2 separate regions of the Zea mays genome follow, and region 1 is linked to region 2. A link is a contact called in public Hi-C data. All regions are on one chromosome and are shown on one strand. The core of a region is the stretch at or near the end of the contact, and the rest is flanking DNA. Distances in the headings are between cores, read along the strand shown.

Region 1 (6,451 bases), core at 1,303-3,802, 710 kb after region 2:
TCACTAGAATGAGTGCTCGGATCGCTTCAGTATGTCTCATAAATACGTATGAGTGAAGTACTTGCTCTTGGTATGCTTGGTTTATAGTGGAGGTTGAAATGTGGGTCTATTTATAGCCCCAATCTTCCACATAGTCGTTGAACTTGCCTCCAAAAACTACTCTACGCAATGGCGCACTTGACCGGTCTTGTGCACCGCCGGACCAGGAACAGGGACGGGTCCTCCAGGATCTTGACTAGAGACTTCCAAAACAGGCTAGCACTGGATCGGTCTGGTTCACCATCGGACCGTCATGTATTCTGTTGAAGTGGTCGTTGTGCACCCGAAGTAGCCGTTACTACAAGGTTCAGTGCACCACCGGACCGCGCGCACTAGTGGTCCGATGAATTTTATAAATAAAATTCTGAAATAAGCAGTTTGTATGGAGGCGGGGTCTGGTGCACCGAACCCTAGGTCTGATGCCCCAAGCCTTGAGGACTTCTGGAGGGGCTCTCTTGTAACTCGATCGGGTGGACCACCGGACCATCTAGAGTCCTAGATCATCCCATATTTGGCTGTTTTGAGCATGTCGTTTTGACTGATCTTGGAGGCTTCCCTGTGACTTAGACAAACATTGTTAGAGTATAATTAATTGAACTAAGTCAAGAGAACTCACATGTTCCTTGTCTTTTCATCAGAATTTTCTATTTTGGCTCAAACTAAGTCCAAAAGCACCTTCCTCAAGAAAATGAGTTAGAGATCAAACCAAAGTGCGCTAGAAACATTTTAATAGGTGTGTATAACATATTTAAAGGTACAAACCTCCTAGTTTTATCATTTTTCACAAAGTTGCACTTCTTGTCCTCGTTTAAGCTCATTTGGACTTATAATCTTCAAATTACGCTCGACTGAACTTATGCTCATACACTTAAGGGCCTATTTGGCAACCATGTTTCTCAAAACCATGAACTTACAATACTATACTTTGCAATTGTCATGGCAATAACGTAGTTTTGGTAGCTCCAAAAATACCATGGTTTTGAGAAACATTGTTTGGATACAACATAGTTTTCAGAATTGCAACCAAACACGTTAGGCATAAAATACTACAGTATTACCCAAAACCATGGTATTGTATAAAAACTGCAAAAATACTTTGCTCCCAAATAGGCCATAATAAACAAATTAGTCCAAGATGTTTTGTTGGTCATTCAATCACAAAAAAGTAGAAATGAATTAATTGCCCATTTTCCTTTCAATAGCGGAAAAAAGAAATTGGACACTAATAGAAATGGTAATGAGTATGTTGAGTTATTCTAGTTTACCATTCCTTCATTGTGGGTGGCTCTTAGCTTAACAAATTTTACTCCGCAAGCATATGGAGACTGGTGTAGCTTTCACTTAGGAGTATTGTAGGGTATTGTATTATCCACGAGGAAGCATCAAGAAGCAAACCAATTCATCATTCATCTAGCTACTACTAATTCTTTCATATCATTGGATCTACATCAAACATATAAATAATTTGAATATGTAATATATAATTTTTTCTGTGTTGTGCTTAGGCCACCACAGCACGATGATGGGCTCACCGTGCATTTGAGCATCCCATATATAAATTTTTTATATTTGGGTCAATACGACATGGCACGAAATTAATATGTACTGTCCCGGCTTGAAATAATTTAGTCCAAAATAGGATGGACCCAAGTTATGACGTAATTTAGTCCAAAATAGGATGGACACAAGTTATGACGGCGAGGAACGTCCTAACTTTGAGCAAGGAACATCCTAACTTTGAGCACTAGATGTAGAGGATGAATAAGTGTATTCTAGACTTCTTTACTGGTCGGGTCTACAGGATAGAATTTTGAAACGGAAAGGCTAGAAGGATGATGAAATAATGTTGAGAAAAAAATCGAACCATTGGCATATACACCTATTTATTTTTTAATGTCTTGTATATAGTTATAAACTTTTATAATAAAAAAATAGACCAATAATATCTATAATTGTTCAAGAGCTTGTTTGAGAGAAGGGGCTTGAGGGGACCGAAGAAGAGGGTTCGGAGGGGATTGAGGTCTTGTTTAGGAGTAAGGAGATTGAAGATGCTAAAATCACTTCCTATTTTAAATAACACAAGGATTTTAGTCTCTTTGATCCCCTTTAATCCCTTACTCCTAAATAAACTTGGATAAAATTTTCTTTGAATAGTAAGGATGTTTTAGAAGGCTTGTTTGGTAACAAGGAAATTGGAAGAGATCGGTGAGAAGAAAATCTATTGCTATTCAAAATAGAGATTTGCTCCTTTATTATGAATCTCCTTCGGTTCCCATAGGACTCGATTTTTTTCTACTCCTCCTAAAGAAACCCTAACCTTTTGAATGTCTTATGGAATCTCAAACTTTTTAAGTTGAACAAGAGGAAAATTTGTATTATGTTCAACTTCTATATAAGTGTATATGGGCCCACATGACACGACTTTGGCGATTCGCCCACGCAGCCGACCACGCCACAAACCACAACTCACGGCTCACTTTGGATAAATTTATTAGCCCGCGCGGCCCGCACGCATCCAGCTAGCTGCTCACGCCCGCCACGCCTCTCTTTGTCTCTTTCACCCAGTGACAGCGCACAGCTCCCAACCTGCTCGAAGCTCGGCTCAGCCGATCCAGTGCGCCATGGCCGGCCGCGAGGCAGGCGACTGCGGCGGAGAGGAGCCGGCCCGCGAGATCCCCGACGACATCACGGGCGAGATCCTGCTCCGCCTGCCGTCGCGCTCGGCGCTGGCGCGCGCCGCGGTGGCGAGCTGCGCCTTCCACGCGCTCGTCGCCTCCCCGCGCTTCCTCCGCCGCCACCGCTCGCTGCATAGGGATCCCGGATCGCTCCTCGGGGTCTTCACCTTCCCTCTCGTCCCCGACGGCGGCAGAGGTGGAGGCGACGGCTCGGGCTTCCACCCCACCGAGCCCCCGCACCCGGCGGCGTCCACCGCCAGCGCCGTCGCCGCTGCGGCCGACTTCTCGTTTGGGTTCCTCCCAGCGGACCCCTCCGCCACGGCTGGGTCTGAGGCTGCCGAGTGGATGGTCCGGGACTACCGCGACGGCCGCTTCCTCCTCGACCGCGTGCCTTCGGGAACCGGGAGCACCGTCTTCACCGAGCTCGCCGTCTGCGACCCGCTGTCCCGACGCTACGTCCTGCTCCCGCCCATTCCGGAGGACCTCGCCGACACCGTCCACAGCGTGCTCACCGTCTTCGGCGGCCGCCGCGCGTGCGAGCCCTTCCTCGCGCCCGCCGAGACCTGCGGCGCGGACGACGTCGACGCGGACCCACCTCTCACCGTGTTCTGGACGGCCCGCTCCCCGAGGAAGATGGTGGCCTTCGCCTTCTCGTCGCGCGACGGACGATGGCGTGCGCTCGAGTCGCCGAACTGCTTCATCTGGCGCAGGCACCGCTCCCCGTTCAGCTGCCCCATGGCCCCCATCAGCACCGTCTGGAACCGCCGCCACTACGCGCACGGCTGCTTCTACTGGGTGGACTGCCTCACCAGCCGCTGGCTCGTGCTCGACGGGCGCACCATGGAGCTCTCCCTCGCGATGATCCCGTCGCCGGCCGGCTACTGGGAGGAGCACGTCGCAGTCGTGGAGGCCCCGGACGGGAAGCTTGGCGTATTCGCGCACGGTTTCCACCACCCCGACGGCAAAGCCAATCTACACTACTATACGATCGTGCACGACAAGGAAGCCGCCGGCGACACGAAGCGGTGGCAGCTGGAGAAGACGATCCAGCTGCCGTGGCCGTCAGACCACCGGTCTTTCTGCCTCCGGGGCACGGCCAACGGGTGCCTCAACGTTGGCCTCATCATTGAAGTCGGCGAGAAGAAGTCGGTATTCATGGGAAGCCACCGCATCAGGGACGCCGAGCTATTCAAGATCGACGTCAAGAGTTTCCAGCTCCAAAAGATCTGCCGAGCACGGTGCGCCGGCAGTGCTGCCGGCGAGTGCTGCTGGCCATACTTCGGCTTCCCGCCGTCGCTGTCCTTGCCCACTGTGTGAGAAGCTTGATGTTACTGAGACAAAATGAATTATGTTACAGCTTCAGAGCCGTCCGTCTGTATGTAACATGTATAAGCAACACTTGTACTCGTCCAGTTTGTTTACAAATGCAACGCATACATACATACAGATAGAGTTTGTACAAAGCAAACGCGAAAGGGTCTCTAGACTAGCGATTAATAACTTTCGAGTAGCACCTCTAAGTCATGGGTTCGATTCCTATCGGGAGCTAATTTTCAGGATTGGTTAAAAAAAATCCCTTTGTTGTACCCCATCCGCTCTCGGGTTGCGATGTCCTGTGCACCACCCTCTGGTTAGACTGTTACCGAGTGGACAGTTGACGCCGCCCGGTTAGTGATAGGGGGCTAGGGTTCGAAGATTTTCTCGGCCAGAACCATTGTTTCGGTCTCTTCTTATATGGAATACCGGGATCTTCTTATACGGAATACCGGGAGGACGGTCTTTCCCTCCCCAGCGAGTTTTTAGTATAAACTACAAAGCAAACAACAACCTCAACATTTTTCAACGCATATACAGTCATAGCCGCGTCACATGATCTTGATGTTTCTTGATTTTCTCCTGCACTCTGTAACATTGCCATGGTTGCTTTCAATGGAACCATAGAGATGAGCAAATACAGCATTCCACCTTCTACACAAAAGATGGCAGCTTGTATTGGGCAAAAGGAACCAACTGCTGTACAGTCTAGAGGATAATCCATAGATCAACATGCCAGATGCTCCTAGCTTGCTCTATGTTTTAAAGGATTGCTCAAGATCAGCTGAGGACCATCCAGTGAGACCAGAAGATCGCCCATGGCTTGCAGAGGAATAGAGGATGATCCTGCACCACAGAAAGATGGCCTAGGGTCCGCTGAGGATGGTTCTGCCAGACAAGAACGGTTACCATATAGTCTGCAAGTGGATCCAGCTCTGATGAGTCAAGTCTGCTACCCAAATACCTGACACTATATTGTTGGATCCATCAGAATGCAATGACAGCAAATAAAGCTTTCCTTCCCCCTCAAATAGTTCCAAATTCTGGTCTTTTACAGAATCTGGGATGGCAATTTTTTAGAACCTTTCATCTGACATGTTGTCAGGATTTCTCGAGAAAAATAGGAGGAAGCCTCATTGAGAAGTAACCAATACATGCCATCATTAAAAATTACTGCCTCCGTTGCCTTTAGGAGCTCTGCAGATTCATGTAGTATCCTCCATGACAGTGCACCTGCACCAATAGTGCATATTGCATATGTCAAGAACACACGGTGAGAGACATTGACCACCTTGTACTGATTTGTGGAGTGCACAAATCCAACAAAATATTCAGAGTAAAGAGACCGTGACTTGAGTATTGAATCTGGCAGCCTCAAATGCTTCCTTGTTGTGGGATTCAAGACCTCAGCATCGCCATATATATCATAGGCACACAGCAAGCCATTGCAGGGGCCTGACATCTCAAACCTACTTGAGAACACAAGCTCCACGCTTCTGAAATTCATTGTGGCAGGATCAAACGTGTACATGTGGAATAGGCCACGATCAAGCTTGTTCTGACTACCATAAAAAACATTATAGTTGTATCACTTTGATAAAGTAATAAAAAGTTTTAAACTTTCAACTTAGCGATTTTCGGTAAGCTCGCAATCCATATGGATCGAGTGGGATTAGATAGGTTTAAATCCCAAGCAAGTCAATCTTCTTCTTAATTTTTTCCAATCTAATCCAATTCATGAGTAACTGAAAGGGAAATAGGGTCAAACCTTTCCTTAAATGATTTTGGTGGTTGAATTGCCCAACACAAATATTTGGACTCACTAGTTTGTTCTAAATTATAAGTTTTACAGGTGCCAAAGGTTCAACACAAACCAATAAAAGAGTTAAGGTTTGGGTTCAAAAAGAAAGGAGCAAAAGAAACCGAAGGCTGCCCAGGTCTGGCGCACCGGACTGTCCGGTGTGCCACCGGACAGTGCCCGGTGCACCAGGGTGGATCAACTCGATCTCGTCACCTTCGGGTTTCTGGAAATGTCACTCCGTTATAATTCATCGGACTGTCCGGTGTGGCACCGGACTGTCCGGTGTGCTAGCGGAGCAACGGCTACAGCGCAACGGTCGACTCCAACGGAAACCTGAAAAGCGCTACAGCGCGCGGACAGAGCGCACATAGTCAGAGCAGGCGCCAGAAGGCGCACTGGACAGTGAACAGTGACTGTCCGGTGCACCACCGGACTGTCCGGTGGCCCCATCTGTCAGAGCTTCAACGGTCAAACCCTAACGGTTGGGTGACGTGGCTGGCGTACCGGACTGTCCGGTGTGCCCATCGACAGACAGCCTCCCCAACGGCCATTTTCGTGGGTGGGGCTATAAATACCCCCAACCACCACACTTCAAGGCATCCAAGTTTTTCAGACTTCACAT
Region 2 (5,786 bases), core at 2,324-4,823:
ACTTACTTCGATTGGCTAAATAGACTTAGTTAGTTCTTAATTGACGAACACTTGCAGTTATTATACTTAAGTTAGCATGTGTCCATGATTAATGTGCTTGCCATTTCTTGTGTTATGTTGTACACGAACTAAGTATAAGTCTGTACCCCATGTCTTAAATAATATTAGATTCGCACGCCCTATGTTATAGAACTAGCTAGCGCTTGTGTATGAGATTTGTGATGTGTTGCTGTTTAAGTGCTTACTTCATTGTCACGTGGCACCATATGGTCTTGTGTCACTTTTATTTATGTATATGCATCATGCATCTCAATAGGTACGCTAGACGTGGAACACGTGGATGTGAAGGACGTGATGTTGGAGACAAACCCAAAGACGATGGACTGATCAAGGAGACGTTCATCGAGCGGACGTCGTCTAACAGAACACTAATGTAGTGTTTGATTCCAGGCAAGCCCCGACATCTATGTCCCATGGTTTGCAATAATTATTTTATTCACCTACCTGCCTATGATTGTTGCATTAGGTTGTAGGAGTTGTTTGGAAACAATTGCTGCATTTACCCTTAATTCTCTTGTTATCCATATCCTTGTCACCTGGGTAATTTAAGTACGCTTAAATGCTTAGACCCGCTTAGACGTTAGAAGTCAGGTGATTTCCTGTCACCTACAAGGTACTTGTGCTTACCTTATGCTTGACTGGGTAAAGTCATCGGGAAATATCAATGGATAATATGAAGTTAATATGAGACCGGACGGGATGAAGATAAGGAAACACAAGGCATGGAGGTCTTGGTGTCTACTTATACCCGTATGTGTCGATTAAGGACCGTACCGTTGTGGTCCCTCGAGTCATGTTGAACTTATGCTTATACACTTAGCTGGCTAGATAACTCATTCCGACCGTGAAGCCAGAATACTATTCCAGCCAGATTTGACGTTGCAGTGCACCTACTGGTGTGGTTGAGGAGTGACGGGGACACGACGAGATGACCCATGCTGGATGGTACGCCCTAACCCACTGGTAGTCGGGCGGTCCCTAGGTATGCTGGCCCCTATGGAATCCGCGATGTGCAGCGAGGCTGCTACTGGAATGAGTATGGTGGTGACCGTATCCCACGAAGTATTGTGGGTATGGTTTGTGTTAGGAATACCCCGCCAGCTGGTTAGTAATCGATTCGAATCGTCATCGCTCTTGGATAGTGAGCACTTGACTTGAGCTATCTCATCGTAGTAAGAACCACACCTAGAGAACCATGAGAATGGTTATATTGATATTGATTAATGACGATGACATGATTAATTATAATCAAGGGTTGGGTTACTCTTGCTTGTCTATTAATGATATACTTGCTGAATTTGAGTAATCACTAAAGCTATACTAGACATAGCAAATTGGCAAATGTCACTAGCTAATCAGGTGTTAACCTACATGTGCAGCAGGATAGGTAATAATGCTGAAATGCTAAAAGATGATTAATCATTATGATGCCCCTTAAGATGATAATAACTACATTAATTCATGTACTCTTCCAAAAGAAAAAGCCAGCTCCAGATAAAGCCTTGCATGATCCTTGGTGCCTTTTACTTTCTTATTTCCTGGTTTTGGACGGGTAAGTCTAACTGAGTACATTCGAGTACTTAGGGTTTATCCCACCATGTTGCAGGTGAAGATCTAGGCCTGCTGATGATGGTGAGTAAGTGCCGATGGGCTCAGCCTTCTATGCAATCCTCATCTCTGTTGTTTCTGGAGGAAATGTCACTGAGCTAGCTTGTATTTCAAAACTCTGGTTACATTTATAGTGTACAAAGCTATATTCTTTCAAACTAAGTTTTGTACTGACTCTCATTCCTTATTTGTAAACTTATTGTAATATTATTTCCGCTACCAAAAACTCCGGTATGTGATTGTGAATTTACTTGATCTACGATCTGAGTTGTGAGTTGATTTAATGAAGTCCTTCGGGATGCTCGGCGATCTACCGGATTTATATGGGCTCAAGTATGCAAACAACTGTGGAAGCAGATGTTTTTGGTACTTGTGCTCTTATAAATTGGGCGGTATCGTTCACAACCATCTTTTGTAAAATATCCCATCAAAAAGTTCACTTGGTTTTAACGCAACAACAAAACCACTAACAAAAAATTGTCTAATATCAGGTTTTTGGATTGTTAGAGAATTATGCATTTTCAGTTTTAATTTAATTTAATTTAGAAAACTAGTGTGATGTATGTGCCGACATGTATGTGCATGTGAGTATGAATACTCACATAAGCAGTAAACAACAGTTAAACATGCACAATTACTAAGAAGAATGTACCCTGTGGAGAGACCGATGCTCAAGGCATCAGTGGTTCCATTCACACGAGACATCTTGTGTGTATGTTCGATGTAGTCGTACGCAGTCGATGCAGACAGATGTACGCAGTGCAGTCCCTCGAACGGCGTCGGCGATGAGGAACATGATCAGCGCTGGTCGAGCGGACGAAGCGAGCAGTCGTGAGTACGCTCCCCAAAAACCTGATAGCCCGCACACCCGTGCAAGTGTAGCTCTGCAGACGACGATTTCGGAGTCCTGTTCTCCCACTTACTCTGTGTTCGCAGAAGGTGGGACAGGAATAGACGGTGTGCAACTCGTCTGAGAATCTGTTCTCGTGTAACCAAAAGCAGCCTCACCTGCTCCGTATTTGTACACGCGCAGAGGGAGGCGAACAGACAGTAACAGTCGCCATCAGAGCTATCGTTACAGCCAGCTAGAAACTAACGCTATTGGAGACATCCGTTACTAGTCGACGACCATTACAGCTCGTCCGTTACTAGCCATAACACAGGAAACGGCCAGTAACAGACGACAGTAATGGACGGTCATCACTCCAGGCAAAATGCACAACTGTTAGGAAGGAATATTCGGACCAAAGTCCGATCTGCCACTGCCCGGCCTAACCCGGCGGCGCGCGCGCGACAGTCCTTCAACATTTTCTCAACTTCTCAATAAATACACCAATGATACACATATTTAAGTTGATTGATTTGTACCTTAAACTTTCGGTATGATACTAAATTATTAGTACACTGTAGCATTAAAATGAGCCTGTAGCATTGATTATTATTGAATATTAATTTGGGACAGACCCACATTAATCCAACACATGATTCAAAATGTTAATCTTAAATATGTATACCGTATAAGTTTCTTTAGAGATAATTTTTTATTTATGAATTTTGAAGGCATTTATAAGCCTATTAAAGTTTTATACTTATCTTTTGTAAATTAGCCATTGATATATGTGATGCAAAAAAGTTGACTGATTTTTCTAACTTTAAATTCTTAAATTCTAGATTCGCCACTGATACTGATCAATGCACTGCAGCTACTGTGGGAAAATCGGAGCACAGCTCATGAATTACTGTTTATTTACCTGAGGAGAAGTTGCTGCCTCGATTAATCTCATCTATTTCAGTTTATTTATGTAAACCTGAGGCGTCCCGAGCATATCGGAACAGGCCACACGTGTTAGGCTAGAACCATACCCTCCCCGCGAATCCAACGGCCCGCGAAATGCCTCTTCCCACAAGCACGAATCATGAGGTGAGAAATGCGCCACGGGGTAAACACGTACCGAATTCAAACGGCCGCGGGCAATCCCCCAATTTCCAATTCCAGGGAGGGTCGCGAACCCTCCATTGGCCATTGCTCGATCTCTGTCCCTCTCGTCGCACCTTCGCAGCCGTCGTTCACCGAGGCCGCGGATGGCGAGGACTTCGGGCCCGCCGGGTCCCCCGGAGCCCGGCCGCCACGACGCGCCGATGCTGCTGCGCGTGCACGTGATCGAGGCGCGGGGCCTGCCAGCCATCTACCTCAACGGCTCCAGCGACCCCTACGTGCGACTGCAGTTGGGGCGGCGCCGCCCGCGGGAGACCACGGTGGTGAAGCGGAGCCTCAGCCCCGTGTGGGACGAGGAGTTCGGGTTCCTCGTCGGCGACGTCGCCGAGGACCTCGTCGTGTGTGTGCTCAACGAGGACCGCTTCTTGGGCGCCGAGTTCCTAGGGCGGGTGCGGGTGCCCCTCACCGCGATCATGGAGACGGACGACCTTTCGCTCGGTACCAGGTGGTACCAGCTCCAGCCCAGGAGCGGCGTCAAGTTCAGGAAGAAAAGGCGCGGTACACCCTACTTGCATCCGATCTTTCCTCTTGCATGCCATGGAAATCAATGCTTGATCTGTGTGATATGATTCAAAGCAGTCGAAACAGACACCAAGGAGTTGTGGGTAGGAGAATGGATGCTTGCTCTACACATGGATTACACCTCATGATAGGCGTGCTAGTGTGGTACCTGTTCAGGGAAATAAAAATCATAGGGCCTTGACTTTGATTCTGTTGTTTATAGCCAAGATTTTTTTCTACTTCCTATAGTCATGCGCCAATTCTTCCTTAGTCGAGAGATTTTCCATATCACAAGTCTTTGTCCCCAACCTGCAGCTGTTTGTTGTATCCCCATTCGGTTGAATGCCAAGGTTATTAAAACGGTAAAACGTTGGAATGCTTATGGGTGAAATTTTGACTTTTAAACATTTAAACAAAGTTTAAACGTAGTTTTAAACAACACAGGAAAAATACCAATACATCGTAATTTCAGACAATAATATGAAGTTAAATACCAAAATAGAGAGGTTAGTGGCTTACCAAAACTTCACCCATGAGCTGGATTGAACCTCAAAAGTAACTAATAGACTGGACCCAAAAGTAGCTAATGGTCTAAAATGCATAAAACACTGCGTTTTACAGTTTAGAACGCCAAAACGCTAAAACGTGGTTTCAACCTCTAATTAGAGTTTTGACGTTTAAAAACATCGTTTAAACGTAGTTTTAATAACACTGTTGAATGCTTTACTGTTGGGAAGACCCTTTCAAATTTCTGCAGAGCAAAATGCTGTGACGACTGAAGCTAGCATTATTCACTGTTCAATCATATTTCCTTGCAGGCGAAATTTGCCTGAGAGTATACTTATCGGTTAGGGCCACCCTTTGTGATGACGCACATCAAGCTCCACCGCAACTTATCGATGATATATCGTGCAGCTCACACAGGTCAATCGAAACTAATGAATCACCATTATCAGCTACTGTTAACAGTCTGGATATGTCAGCCTGTGCCAGCATGGATCGGACATCCCTCAAAAGTTCGGATGGCTTCAACCAAAGCATGACGGAGGTCCGAGGTCCTAGAAGCACAGGGCCACTATCTTGTGTCAGCATAGAGCAATCAATTCTTCTGGAGCCTGAAGAAGATGATGGCAGTGCCATCGTTGATACATCCTCAGTAGTGGAGGTCATGTCTCGGTACTTCCGGAAAACTGCTGATGCTACACATTCTGTAGCATCAGATCCTGTGTCCCTAGACCAGTTTCGAAGCACACAAATGAATTCTGAATGTCGTGAAAATGAAGAGGGTTGCACACTGCCTGAGGTCAGCCTTGATGAACTGCTGAAAAATATGGAGTCCAAAGACCAAGCTTGTGAACTGCCAGGAAACTTGCCTGGTGGTGTACTAATGGACCAATCTTACATTATTGCACCAGCTGAACTAAATTCTTTGCTGTTTTCTGGAACTTCAGATTTCTGGCCAGAAGTTTCTGAACTTCAAGGAACAAGTGGATTCAACATTGAGCCCTGGAAGCATGACAATAATGAGAACTGTTTAAAAAGAACAATAACTTATACAAAAGCTGCTAGCAAATTAGTTAAATCTGTTAAAGCCACTGAAGAGCAGAAATACTTGAAGGCA

The links. Hi-C and Micro-C count contacts between places; a contact is called where the count stands out from the background.
Region 1: a Hi-C map of tassel shows a contact between it and region 2, with 5 times the contacts expected there. The contact joins the promoter of LOC100284253 here to the promoter of LOC103626820 in region 2. A contact is called at or near these places in 2 of 25 Hi-C or Micro-C datasets (ear and tassel).

Annotation. Positions count from the first base shown.
Region 1 is chr5:119,972,701-119,979,151 of Zm-B73-REFERENCE-NAM-5.0, forward strand. It overlaps LOC100284253 (F-box domain containing protein), which reads left to right and starts at 2,553. Exons shown (of 1, transcript NM_001157148.2): 1 at 2,553-4,159. The coding sequence starts at 2,661. The coding sequence ends at 4,031. It also overlaps the pseudogene LOC103628410.
Region 2 is chr5:119,266,633-119,272,418 of Zm-B73-REFERENCE-NAM-5.0, forward strand. LOC103626820 (C2 and GRAM domain-containing protein) reads left to right here and starts at 3,574. Exons shown (of 10, transcript XM_008647169.3): 1 at 3,574-4,162; 2 at 4,984-5,786. The coding sequence starts at 3,751.